Linked DNA regions of Sus scrofa: region 2 is linked to region 1. A link is a contact called in public HiChIP or PLAC-seq data. All regions are on one chromosome and are shown on one strand. The core of a region is the stretch at or near the end of the contact, and the rest is flanking DNA. Distances in the headings are between cores, read along the strand shown. Region 1 holds the start of ZBP1 (Z-DNA binding protein 1). Region 2 holds the start of PMEPA1 (prostate transmembrane protein, androgen induced 1).

What was found. HiChIP or PLAC-seq counts read pairs in DNA pulled down with a chosen protein or histone mark.
Region 2: a contact with region 1 is called in an H3K27ac HiChIP or PLAC-seq map of alveolar macrophages. The contact joins the promoter of PMEPA1 here to the promoter of ZBP1 in region 1. A contact is called at or near these places in 1 of 47 Hi-C or Micro-C datasets (embryonic fibroblasts) and 2 of 2 datasets of contacts at active chromatin or transcription factors (alveolar macrophages and skeletal muscle).

The regions. Positions count from the first base shown.
Region 1 is chr17:57,984,849-57,987,548 of Sscrofa11.1, reverse strand. ZBP1 (Z-DNA binding protein 1) reads left to right here and starts at 1,432. Exons shown (of 9, transcript NM_001123216.1): 1 at 1,432-1,598. The coding sequence starts at 1,505.
Region 2 is chr17:58,052,355-58,055,184 of Sscrofa11.1, reverse strand. PMEPA1 (prostate transmembrane protein, androgen induced 1) reads left to right here and starts at 1,511. Exons shown (of 4, transcript NM_001123203.1): 1 at 1,511-2,039. The coding sequence starts at 2,030.

The DNA.
Region 1 (2,700 bases), core at 183-2,682:
GACATTTCAACTCCACTCTCCCAATTATTCCGCATTTAAAACTAATATTGTCAATTCACATAGAGATATATGTTTCTCCTGTTTGCTTATTTTAAAAGAGTAAGGGAATTCCTGTCATGGCGCAGAGGAAACGAATCCGACTATTATCCATGAAGACGCAGGTTCGATCCCTGGCCTTGCTCAGTGGGTCAAGGATCTGCTGTTGCTGTGAACTGTGGTGTAGGTTGCAGACATGGCTTGGATCCCTTGTTGCTGTGGCTGTGGCTGTGGCTGGCAGCTGTAGCTCCAATTTGACCCCTTCCATATGCTGTGGCTGCAGCCCAAAAAAAGCAAAAAAAAAAAAAAAAAAAAAAAAAAAAAAGAACAAAAGCCTCACTGTGGTTTTTATTGACTTGTCCAACACTCCGCCTTGGGTTCGAATAAAGTCACCTGGGACCTTCAGCCCCACCTCCTGAGACTGGGATTTTTTTGTTCTGAGGAGGGCCAGGCATTGGGTTTTTTCCCTGCTTGCTTTACAAAGACAGCTTTGAGACAAGCCTCTGGGACCCCTTCCATGGATATACTTGTCCTGAATGCCTCCCTTTGTGGAAATGCTGGGGATGATGTCCCCCTGGGCGCCCCACCCTGGCGCCCCCTCCTTCCCTCTACAGCTGGGACCCCGATCCCAGGGGCTTCTGGGGACGAGTCCCTGACCCTGTGGGCTGCCTCACCTTGAGCAAGTGGCTCAGTTTCCTCTCTGAGAAAAGAGACCAGTATCAGCCCCTACGCCCCGCCGATGAGTCAGAGGCACACGGGATCACAGAGCATGCAGAAGGGACTCAGGAAAGAGGGCTGGCGTTGTGCTTTTCCCCCCCTTTTTTGGTGAAACTGTTAACTTCTTTTATTTTTTATTTAAAAAAATTTTTAAATAGTGATTTTTATTTTCTCTATTATAGTTGGTTTACAGGGTTCTGTCAATTTTCTACTGAACAGCAAACTGACCTAGTCTCGCGCACACGCGCACGCACACACACACACACACACACACGCACATTCTTTTTCTCACATTATCCCCCATCAAGCTCCATCACAAGTGACTAGATATAGTTCCCAGTGCCACACAGCAGGATCTCATTGCTTAGGGCTGCCGTTATGACATATACAAAGGTGAACAGGGCACCCCCCAGGTGTCTTGGTGGGCTTGTGGGGGTCACAGTGGGAGCCCTCGGCCCCAGAGGAAGGTCTGGCCTTGCCCAGCTCAGCAACTCCCCACGGGCATCTAGTTGCAGCCGTAACTCTGTCTTGCTCCGTTCTACTTTCAGTTTTGTTTCTTTCGAATACCACACAGACAAGTTTCATTTTCTTCATGCCCTGAATCTGCTCATTCAGTGACGAGGCCTGTTTCCGGGCACGTGAACAGCTCACATCTGGTGAGTGAAGCTGGAACATCCTCACAGCTGCCAGCAGCCCCAGGCTGGGTCACAAAACGACACTCAGCCTCGGCCGGACCCACCTTCTCAAGGCCATGGAGTCGGAGCAGGCCACTGTCCCCAAGGCTCCCAGGCTCCCAGCGGCTGCTGCCGACGTGGCCGAGACCCCTGCCGACCCAGAGGATGCAGGTACCTTCTAAGGAACAGGGGACATTCCTGGGTGGAACTTGCACTTTGTCCTGGTTCCTTTTCTCGGCCGATCACAGCCCTGATAGCAAAGCAGGAGCGAGAAAGAGGGAGAGAGGCCATTGGGTCTGACTCAGAGCCTCCATCTGCCCCGGGCAGCTTGCAACACGCTTGGTGTGCATGTTGCAAGGACCCCCGGGGCAAGCCTGATGGCCGTTCCGTCTTCCACCTGAGATCCCTGAGGCTCTGCTGGTGAAACAACCCCACTGAGCCTGGGACCCGAGCCCCTGTCCTCACCCTCGGTTTGGAGGAAGAACAGAAGTTTGGACGGGTGGCCCCGGGCTTGTGCCTGGCTGCATCCTGCTTCCTTCTCTCCTGGGATAACTTTGCTTCAGGCAGCGCTGAGTGACAGCCAGTTGTTATTGAGCCATTGCTGTGCTCTAGGCGCCCCCCCCACACAACAAAAGCTCGTGGGCTGTGACCTGAGGGGCTTTTTGTTTCTTCGTTTGTGTTTTGTGATCATGAGCTCATTTAATCCTCACCAGGAGTTCCCCTCGTGGCTCAGTGGTTAATGAATCCGACTAGGAACCAGGAGGTTGAGGGTTCGATCCTGGCCTTGTTCAGTGAGTTAAGGATCCGGTTGCTGTGAGCTGTGGTGTAGTTTGCAGACACGGCTAGGATCCCGCGTTGCTGTGGCTCTGGCGTAGGCCGGCGGCTCCAGCTCCGATTCGACCCCTACCTAGCCTGGAAACTTCTCTATGCCATGGGTGTGGCCCTAGAAAAGGCAACAAAACAAAACAAACAAACAAACAAAAAATCCTTACCGCAATCTTTCATGGAGCCACACGTTTCACTGTTTCCCAGATAGCAGGTGACAGAACTGGGTAGCAGGTGACAGAAGTGGGTCTCAAACCCAGAAAAGAGAGCAAGCCGGGGAGGGCGGCTGACCGGGTGTGGCCCAGGGGCCCCGGCTGTTCCCCAAGGTCCTGTCATACTTCCCGAGGGGACCTGCCGGTACCTGTCAGGGGCACTTCGTGACCAAATTTAACTTCCTCCGCTGCGGGCTTTCCAGGGGTCCCTCGCTTCGTCCATTTCACAGCTTCCG
Region 2 (2,830 bases), core at 262-2,761, 68 kb before region 1:
TTTTTTTGGTCTTTTTAGGACTACATTTGCAGCATATGGAGGTTCCCAAGCTAGGGGTCAAATCGGAGCTGCAGCTGCCAGCCTACGCCACAGCCACAGCAACATGGGATCCAAACTGCATCTGCGACCTACACCACAGCTCATGCAACGCCGGAACCTTACCCGGCAGAGGGAGGCCAGGGATGGAACCTGTGTCCTCATGGATCCTAGTCAGTTGCCTTACCCCTGAGCCATGATGGGAAACTCCATGAAATACCAATAACCTTTAAACCCTGTTTCCCCGTGTAGCAAAAGTAGGCTCTGCTCATCACTAGCATTCCAGGCATTACAGAGATGTGTGGATATTTAAGAATTACAAATATATGGGGGGGAGGGGCAAATACCCCAAAGACGGGAATTCCGCCTCAAACCCCTCCATTGGGACCCTAAGCCAGCGACCCCTAGGCCAGTTTCCGTGTCTGTAAAATCAGGATTTTTTAAAATATTTCTGCCTCTCTGAGTAGGCGTCAGATTGCGTTCATGTTTAGTAAGTTTCTGACACGAGTAAATAAGTGCTTGCTAAATAAATAGAGATTTAGGGCTGGGTCTAGGAGGGGACACACCAAGTGTTGAGAGTTTGGCGATGTGCCAGGGAGGGGGGCCTCTTACGTAACATTTTAATATCTTTTTAATTCCAGGAGAATGTGTTCTTGTAGCACTTGTGTAATTAAAACTCGAAATAAAAGCGCACCCCCGCACTTCCTCCCCCTTCTTTAGAACACCGGAGCCGCGCCCCCTACGGCCGGTGGCCCCTCGGGCAGCAGACGTTGGGTGTGGATTTGCCCCGGGCCCCGCCGGCGGGGAGGTTCCCCGTCCCCGACGCGTATTTACATGACAAGGGCTCCCGGGCGTTTCTCGGAGCTGTCGGGGGCGTTTCTCAGAACTGTCCGGGACGCGTCTACCGGAGTTCCACGCTTCCCCAGTCGACCTCATCTGGGTCGGGTTAAAGTGCGTGGGGGTCGCAAACGGCTTGGGGCCTCTTGGGGCTGCAGATCTGGAGTCGGGGAGTTTCCTGCGAAATCAGGTAATGGGTGACCTGGAGGACGGGCCCCTGGTCCCTAATCCCGAGCCCCAGGGACCTCGTACTCTCGGGGGCATGGGGGCAAACTTCCCCCGAAAGCCTGGGTCAAGGACCCTGGGGGCCGGGTTGCGAGGAACGCATCCGCCACGCGCGGGGGTGCGGCTGGGACCCAAACCTGCTCCCCGCCCCCGGCCTGGTGTGTGCGGGGCAGAGCTTCCAAACCGACCCCCGTAGGGGAGCGGACGCTACGACCTTCCTCCAGCGCGCGGGTCGCGGGTCTACGCGGGCCGCCCGGCGCTGGCCCTTTAAGAGCCCGCCCCCTTCCCCGTCACCCCGCCCCGCGGCCCGGGGAGGGGGTGCGGGGGAACCTCGGCGGGGATTGGCGCAGCGCGCGCCCCCTCCCCGGCCCCCGCGCGGTGGGAACCGGCAGCCCCGTCTAGCGCTGACGTCAGACCGTCTGCCTGCCTCCGACCGCGGTCTCGGAGCGAAACCCGATCTCCTTGGACTTGAATGAGGAGGAGGCGGCGGCGGCGGCGGAGGCGCTCGGCTGGGGGAAGCCAGCAGCAGAGGCTCAGCGCCGGCGGCAGCGCGCGCCCCGGCTGCCAGCCCATTTCCCGGACGCCACCCACGGGCACTGCCGACGCCCCGGGGGCTGCGGAGGGGCAGCCGGGGGGCGCGGGGGAGCGCGGCCCCGAGCACTGAGTCCCGCGGCGCCCCGGGAACTTGGCGGCGCCCCGAGCCCGGCGAGCCGGGGCGCGCCTTCCCCGCCGCGCGCCTCCTGCATGCGGGGCCCGAGCGCCGGGCGCCGGCCGGAGCCCCCCCGGCCGCCCCCGAGCCCCCTGCGCTCCGCGCCGCGCCGCCGCGCCGTCCATGCACCGCTTAATGGGGGTCAACAGCACCGCCGCCGCCGCCGCCGGGCAGCCCAATGTCTCCTGCACGTGCAACTGCAAACGCTCTTTGTTCCAGAGCATGGAGATCAGTGAGTGACCCCGCGCCCCCCTCCCCCGAGGCCCCTACGGGCTCGGACCCTGAGTCAGGCGCAAATGCGGGCGGGGACTTGGGCCGTGCGCGCCCCCTCGGGCCGTGCGCCCTGCGCCCCGGCTGCGCCCGCCGCGCCCCGGGCGCGCCCTCCCGGCTCGCGGCAGCTGGCCGCCGGCCCGGCTTTGTCCCGCGGCGCTGCGAGCCTGGCACGGCCCCCGCAGTCCGCGCCCCGCCCGCCGGGACTCGGACCCGGGGCCGGGCGGAGGGGAGGCCGGAGGGGCGCCCGGCGCGGGAGGGCTGGGGCGGGTGGATCCATGAAGAGTTTCCATTTTATTTCCCTAAGGGGCAGTCGCGATGGAGCAATTAGGCCGGCTCTTTATCAACTTTGGCTTGGGGGCGGGGGGGGGGGTGTCGGGTGTGTGAGACACTGTCTGGCCTGCGCGGTGTCTGGGGCTCCGGGTGTGTGTCTGGAGTGTGCGTGGCGCTGTGGGTCTGTGTGAGTGGGTTTCCGTGCGTCTGTGGAGCGTGCGTATCTGTGTGTCTCTGTCTGGGTCTGGCGTCCCTCTCTGGGTGTCTGTGTGTCTGGCTCGCGAGCCGCCCCAAGAGTCTGTGTTCTCAAGTCTTGTCGGATCTCTGGGGCTCTCTGTGTCCCGGTCTGGGTGCATCTCTCTGGGGGTCTGGGGACCGTTTGAACCCAGGTGTCTGAATCTAGGGCTCCGCGCTGGCGGCTCTGGCTGAACGTGGATCCTGAGTGTGTGTCATTGTGTGAGTGTCTGTGTCCCCGACGCA